Regions from separate parts of the Macaca mulatta genome. Here region 1 is linked to region 2. Evidence: chromatin contacts called from public Hi-C data. All regions are on one chromosome and are shown on one strand. Each heading gives the region's core, a stretch centred on a gene start, on an enhancer-like site or on the middle of the called end of the contact. The rest is flanking DNA. Distances are from core to core; before and after follow the strand shown.

Region 1 (2,751 bases), core at 57-2,556, 170 kb before region 2:
CCCTGGCCTGCCCAGGTGTCAGTGTCCTCAGTGAAGGAGCACTGGACTTGGAGTCCCAGGCCGGGGTGTAGGTGCTGCAGCCCCCTCCACTGCGTGACCTTGGGGATGCCACTCAACCCTGCCGCTGTCAGGCCTCTGTGCCCAGCCCTGGGGACAAAACTCACAGCCCAGCCGCTGTGGGCTTGCTCGTCTCAGTGAGGGTTTTCCGCGTGCCAGCCGGTGTCCGCTCTGGGTTTCGAACTCTGGCTGGAAGTTTCTGGGTCTGGAAGTTGAGGAGACCCATGCTCTCCTGTAGGACCCCACATGAGCCTGGAAAGGTAGCTCACACTTGTGGCCCCCACCTCTAGGTCTATCCTTGGGGGCCACAGCCGGGCCCTGAGAACAGAAGGGCCACGCAGAGAGCCTTGGGAGGAACAGGAGCGCTGGGCACAGTCCTCGCCTGTGCGGTGGGGCCCTGCTCTGCCATGTGCCCACCTCAGGAGGCTCCAGGAGCAAACAGACTTGGGTCCCCCAGAGCGGGGCTGAGGCACTCGCCTCTGCCTTCGGTTGAGTCCACTGTCCTTGTCCCAGGGAGCTAGGGCAAATCGCACTGCCCCCAAGGAGCCCCGCGCCAGGCGGCTGTGCCTTCTGGGCTTTGGTAGCCCCAGGCCTGGAGCCCACCTGCCCGGCTGCCCCCACCCCAGGCCCTCAGGTGGGCCTGGCTATGCGGGAGAGGAGGGCAGGATTGCCCAGGAACAGCGCTAGGTGTGTCCACAGTGAGGGGAGGGGTGGTGGGCCTAAGTACCCCCAAACCACCCCTTGGTGCCCCTACTGCTTCTGCTCCCCGCTCAGACCCTCCCCGGATCTGAGTGCTGGAAGGAGCCCTGGAGATGGTGCACCGCCCCCAGCTCACAGCCAGAGCCAGGCTCCCAGAGAGCAAGCGCTTTCCCTCCACCAAGACACAGGGCCCCGCGGCGCTCCCCGTGTGAAGCCGCTCTCCGTGCCTTCCCCTCCCTTCACCCCCACCGGCTCCTCCACACGTGTACCGAGAACCGCCTGAGGAGGGGCCACCTGCAGATGGACTGGGGGGAACTCTGGCCCTGGGAAGGCTGAGGCGAGGTCACCCCAGGCCATGCCCTCCGAGGCCCCTTTGGCGGCCTGATGTCCCTTCTCTGCTCGCAGCCCACAAACAAAAGAAGCAGGACCAGCTGCAGCCGTGCGACACCGAGTACCCCGTGTTCGTGTACCAGCCGGCCATCCGGGAGGCCAACGGGATCATCGAGTGCGGGCCCTGCCAGAAGTGAGGCCGCAGGGCGGCGCCGCCCGTCCCGCCACGCCCCTCCCTCCCTCGCGAGACGGAAGCCGGGGCAGGGCCTGGGAGGAGGGGGAGCTTCTAGCGCGAGCCACGCTGCCGGGGTCTTCCCGCGCCGCCCTCCGTGCAGGAGACGCAGGAGGCGGAAGGTCTGCGGCGGGCGGGACGCTGGGGGCCGGGACAGCCGGGGGCGCTGCCGTAGGGGAGCGGGGAGAGGCGGCGAGGCCAGACCCCGTGTGGCGAGCCCGCCCCACCCCACCCCACCCCGCCGAGGCCGCGGCGTCCCTGGGCGAGGGGGCCTTCAGCGGGTCTCCCTCACCCCTGCTCGGGCACAGGCCGGGGCCAGGGCTGAGCTGCACCGGGAGCACTTGGAAGGCAGAGGGAGGTGCGAGAAGAGAAGCCGGAAAGTGTGCGATGTCCTGGGCCGCTGGGAGCCTTGGGAGGAAGCGGAGCGCTGGGCACAGTCCCCGCCTGGATGGCGCGGCCCTGCTCTGCCATGTGCCCATCTCTGCCATGCGCCCATCTCAGGAGGCTCCAGGAGGGAACCGACTTGGGTCCCCCAGCGCGCGGACAGCAGCCCGGCCAGGCTTCCTGCTGTGTGGACGCCGCTAGTTACAACCCGCCCTGGCCCGGGGAGGCCGGGAGGCCGGACGGAAGGGTCTCTCGTGCTGACCCCCGCCGCCGAGCCCGGGAGGACCCCACCCCGGGAACGCAGCGGCCTCCTCGAGGGTCGCCTCGGCCAGACCCCCCGGCCGTGGCACCCCATTGAACAGTGCGGCCCCCGCGGCGCTGGCATGGGGGCTCCCTTCCCCCTCCCTGCGCGTCTTGCCGCGCGGGTGTCACCCCGGGTTCCGTGCAGGGTTGAGGGTTGAGATGCGCGTCCCCTGTGCACTAGTCTCCAGGGCTCGGTGCCAGGATAGAGCCGCGGTCTCGGAGTGAAGCGAGGGCCTCAGATAGACCTGAGTTTAAAACGGGCTCTGCTCTTCCTGGCTCCGGACCGTGGGCCAGTGACTTCGCCTGCTCTAGTCTCCGTTTGCTCATCTACAAAATGGGCACAATAGCAGCCTCTTGGAGAGCCGTGAAGGCTTAGCGTGTACACGGCTGCGGTGTGCACGTGTGGACGTGGGAGACCCCCGTCCCGGCGGAGGGCTCGGCAGGCGGCCGCTGGGACTGCTGGGAAGGCCGTGGGCCCGGTGGGCGGGCCCCGCCCCACTCCCGCCACTCCTCGCGGGGCGGCCTCGCCGAGCGCGGGACCACCGCGCCACCTGGTGGCCAAGCCCCAGCACTGCCGCCTCGCCCAGGCCTGCCCCCGCCACCCTCACCCAAAGCAAGCGTGGCCGCCCCTCCCGTTTGCTCTGGATGGTCTTGATTGACGCCTGTTGTCCCTGCATGTATTAATAACAACTCTGCACTCTCCAAAGCGGCCCGGTTTGGACTTCCTCACTTTCTCCAATCTGCTA
Region 2 (2,700 bases), core at 181-2,680:
CACGCCCGCAGCACATGAGCTCACAGCCATCCATGCCCTCCGAGGTCTTGTTGCAGAGGCGACCCTGCGTGCCCAGGGAGCCCGTGCTCTCATTGCGCAGGCAGTAGTCAGGGCTGGGGTCCACGTAGACCAGGTCCTCCGGGGTGGGCTGGGTGAAGCGGCTGTTGACCAGCTCCAGCCGGCCCTTGCGGGTGACGCGCATGGCGGCCGCACTGTCGTACTTCTCCTTCAGCCGGTCCCCCACCTTGCGGAACTCGGCCAGCTGTAGCCAGCAGGTCTTGAGGCTGCAGGACCCCGAGACGCCGTGGCATTTGCAGGCTACGTCTGCCATCTTATACACAGCCTAGGGGAGGAGAAAGAAGGGAGTAAAAAGGAGGATCCCGGCAGAAGAGGCCCAGAGGGTGGCTGGGGTAGTCACAGGCCTCGGACACAGGAGGGGCAGGTAGGGTATGGGGAGAGATAGCTTTTCAAATGCATGCAAAGATCCTTCCAGGGTGCTCGGGTGCTCAGAGGGAAAACATGAAAGGGGCGCCACAGAAAATAACACCGGGGAGGCAAGGCAACCTGTTCCTATCAGCCAAGAGGATGGCACCGAGGCACTTTCACTCTCTACTCTATCAGTTTCTCATTCTTCAAAACCTGTTACAATCAATGCATCCTTTTCACAATCGGAAAACAAAGATATCTCCGTCTTGATCAAAGCCTCAAACAAATAAATAATATCCAACAAAATACAGCCAGGCACTGTGGCTAGTGCCTGTAGTCCCAGCTACTGGGGAGGCCAAGGAAGGAGGATCACTTGAGCCCAGGAATTTGAGGATGCAGCAAGCTATGACTGTGCCACTGCACTCCAGCCTGGGCAACAGGGCAAGACTCCATCTCTAGAAACAAAGCAAAACACAACAAAACAACAAAATGTGTCGAGCTTTTGCATGATAGGAGCACAAGTCAGAAAAAAGAATCCAGTTGTATCACAAGCCTATCACAGAAATCCCTGGCATAGCCCTGGTTAGCCCAAAACTCTCCCTGATCTTGTCAAATACCCTGAGAATTAAATGGCCCCTTTCCCCATGTTGCCACGTGGTCACTAGCTCCATGGAGTCATCAGGAGTCTTGCCATACGCCATCCATTTGTAAGCAAGACCACTTGTCTTCCTCTCTAGCAGCCCCCAGACCCCCCAGGAGAGGCGGAGTGACACAGTGAGGCAACGTGCAAGGGAACTGCAAGTGGCTGGGCCTGCCTGCGGGAGCACTTTGTCGAAAACAAGTCTAACCCAGAAGTCACAGAACATCGCAACGTGGAGTAGATGCGAACTTGAGTTATCCCAAATCAAAACGTAAAAGCAAGAGCAGACCAGAAAGCTGCGTACAAAGTGCTTTCAACGGCAGCACACGGACGCACCATGGCAACCAACCCTGGCAGCAGGCCCAGGCGTGCAGACGGCGGGATGAAAACGCAAGCCGGCTGCAGACCATTTTCTTATGCACAGCCATTGTCACCAACTGAGTCAGGACTCATTTTTCAAGGGTTTCTCTTAGATTTCTTTTCAAGAGCCCCCAGATCGTGTCTTTATTCAGAGCTAAGCAGAGACCACTGCAGGTGCAAGAGACAGCGCAGCCATCATCAGTGCATGCGACTGTTGTCAAAAGTCTTCCTGAGTTTTTTCCGGGACGGAATTATTCCCACTATTTTATGGTGGAAAAACTGAAGCTCTAGAGAGGCTCACTAACCTCCAAGGCCACCCAGAAAGGAGTCAGAACAACAAGCACTTATCCACTCCCATCTTGGGGCTCAAAGTTGGCTGAGAGCAGAGGAGGAAGGAAAGGAAGGCTCTTCCCAAGGTGAAAGGCACCAGCACTTAGCCGGGCAGCTCCAGGTCCAAGACATAAAGGAACTGACACCCTATTCCCACAGACACTTCAAAGACGGGGCCTGCAATTACCCTTCCGGCGCAAATGCCCTGGGTCTGAGCTGCAGCCTGACATTCCTCTGGAAATGGTCCTTGGTTTAGAGAGGGATGACAGGCGTCTGGCATTGCTGAGAGAAGGAAACATTAAGGGTTGGAAACTGCGCACCTTGTTGCTTAGCAGCTCAGGGCACGGATAAGCATCTCTCGCAGGGCAAACAGACAGAGTTGGGGAAGGAGAGTCGGAGCAAGACTCTGGAGGGCAAGGAGCAGAATTTTAGGAAAACAAATCCAAGAGGAAGCGCACCAGTTTAAACACCCCCTCCATCCTTTCCCTAATTCAAAGATGTTGTAGAGATAGGAATATCTGCAATGTTTTTCATATTTTACTATTGATATATATATATCAACATATATATATACACACACACAAGCTCCTTTTGTAGGCGATAGGGGGAAATGCCAATTTTCAGCCCAGACTGCTAACTCAAAAAGCCAAAAAAAAAAAAAGCTTTAAAAAATATTTTAGTTCTACAATTTGTCCCTGGAAAAGCCCTCTCAGCTCCTCTTCCACTTCTATCTAATGGTGTGTTGAGCCTGGTGACAGACAGGAATGTCACAGGATTAGGCACCAGGCTTTTATCTGGAAAATGCTTACAAACCCTTCAGTGGCAGAACAACATCAGCCGCGGGTGCTGTCGCCACTGTCTAAGAAGGAGCTATCAGATGCTCTTGCAGGCCAGGAGAAACTTCTGGCAAAGGAGCTTAAGATTGACTCTGTGTCAAGACGTCA

Evidence for each region. Hi-C and Micro-C count contacts between places; a contact is called where the count stands out from the background.
Region 1: a contact with region 2 is called in a Hi-C map of fetal cortex germinal zone, with 3 times the contacts expected there. The contact joins two enhancer-like sites. A contact is called at or near these places in 7 of 14 Hi-C or Micro-C datasets (CD4 T cells, blood, fetal cortex germinal zone and 3 more).

Annotation. Positions count from the first base shown.
Region 1 is chr11:2,656,981-2,659,731 of T2T-MMU8v2.0, reverse strand. CACNA2D4 (calcium voltage-gated channel auxiliary subunit alpha2delta 4) reads left to right here. Exons shown (of 36, transcript XM_077953269.1): 33 at 1,162-1,279. Among named protein-coding and RNA genes, the nearest start is that of LRTM2, 31 kb to the left of the region's middle. Within about 2 kb of position 1,306, at least 22 of the 40 cell types and tissues checked have an H3K27ac peak or open chromatin away from gene starts, as enhancers often do. A contact at or near this core is called in fetal cortex germinal zone, where this site is marked.
Region 2 is chr11:2,488,986-2,491,685 of T2T-MMU8v2.0, reverse strand. WNT5B (Wnt family member 5B) reads right to left here. Exons shown (of 5, transcript XM_077953265.1): 5 at 1-343. Among named protein-coding and RNA genes, the nearest start is that of FBXL14, 55 kb to the right of the region's middle. Within about 2 kb of position 1,430, at least 8 of the 40 cell types and tissues checked have an H3K27ac peak or open chromatin away from gene starts, as enhancers often do. A contact at or near this core is called in fetal cortex germinal zone, where this site is marked.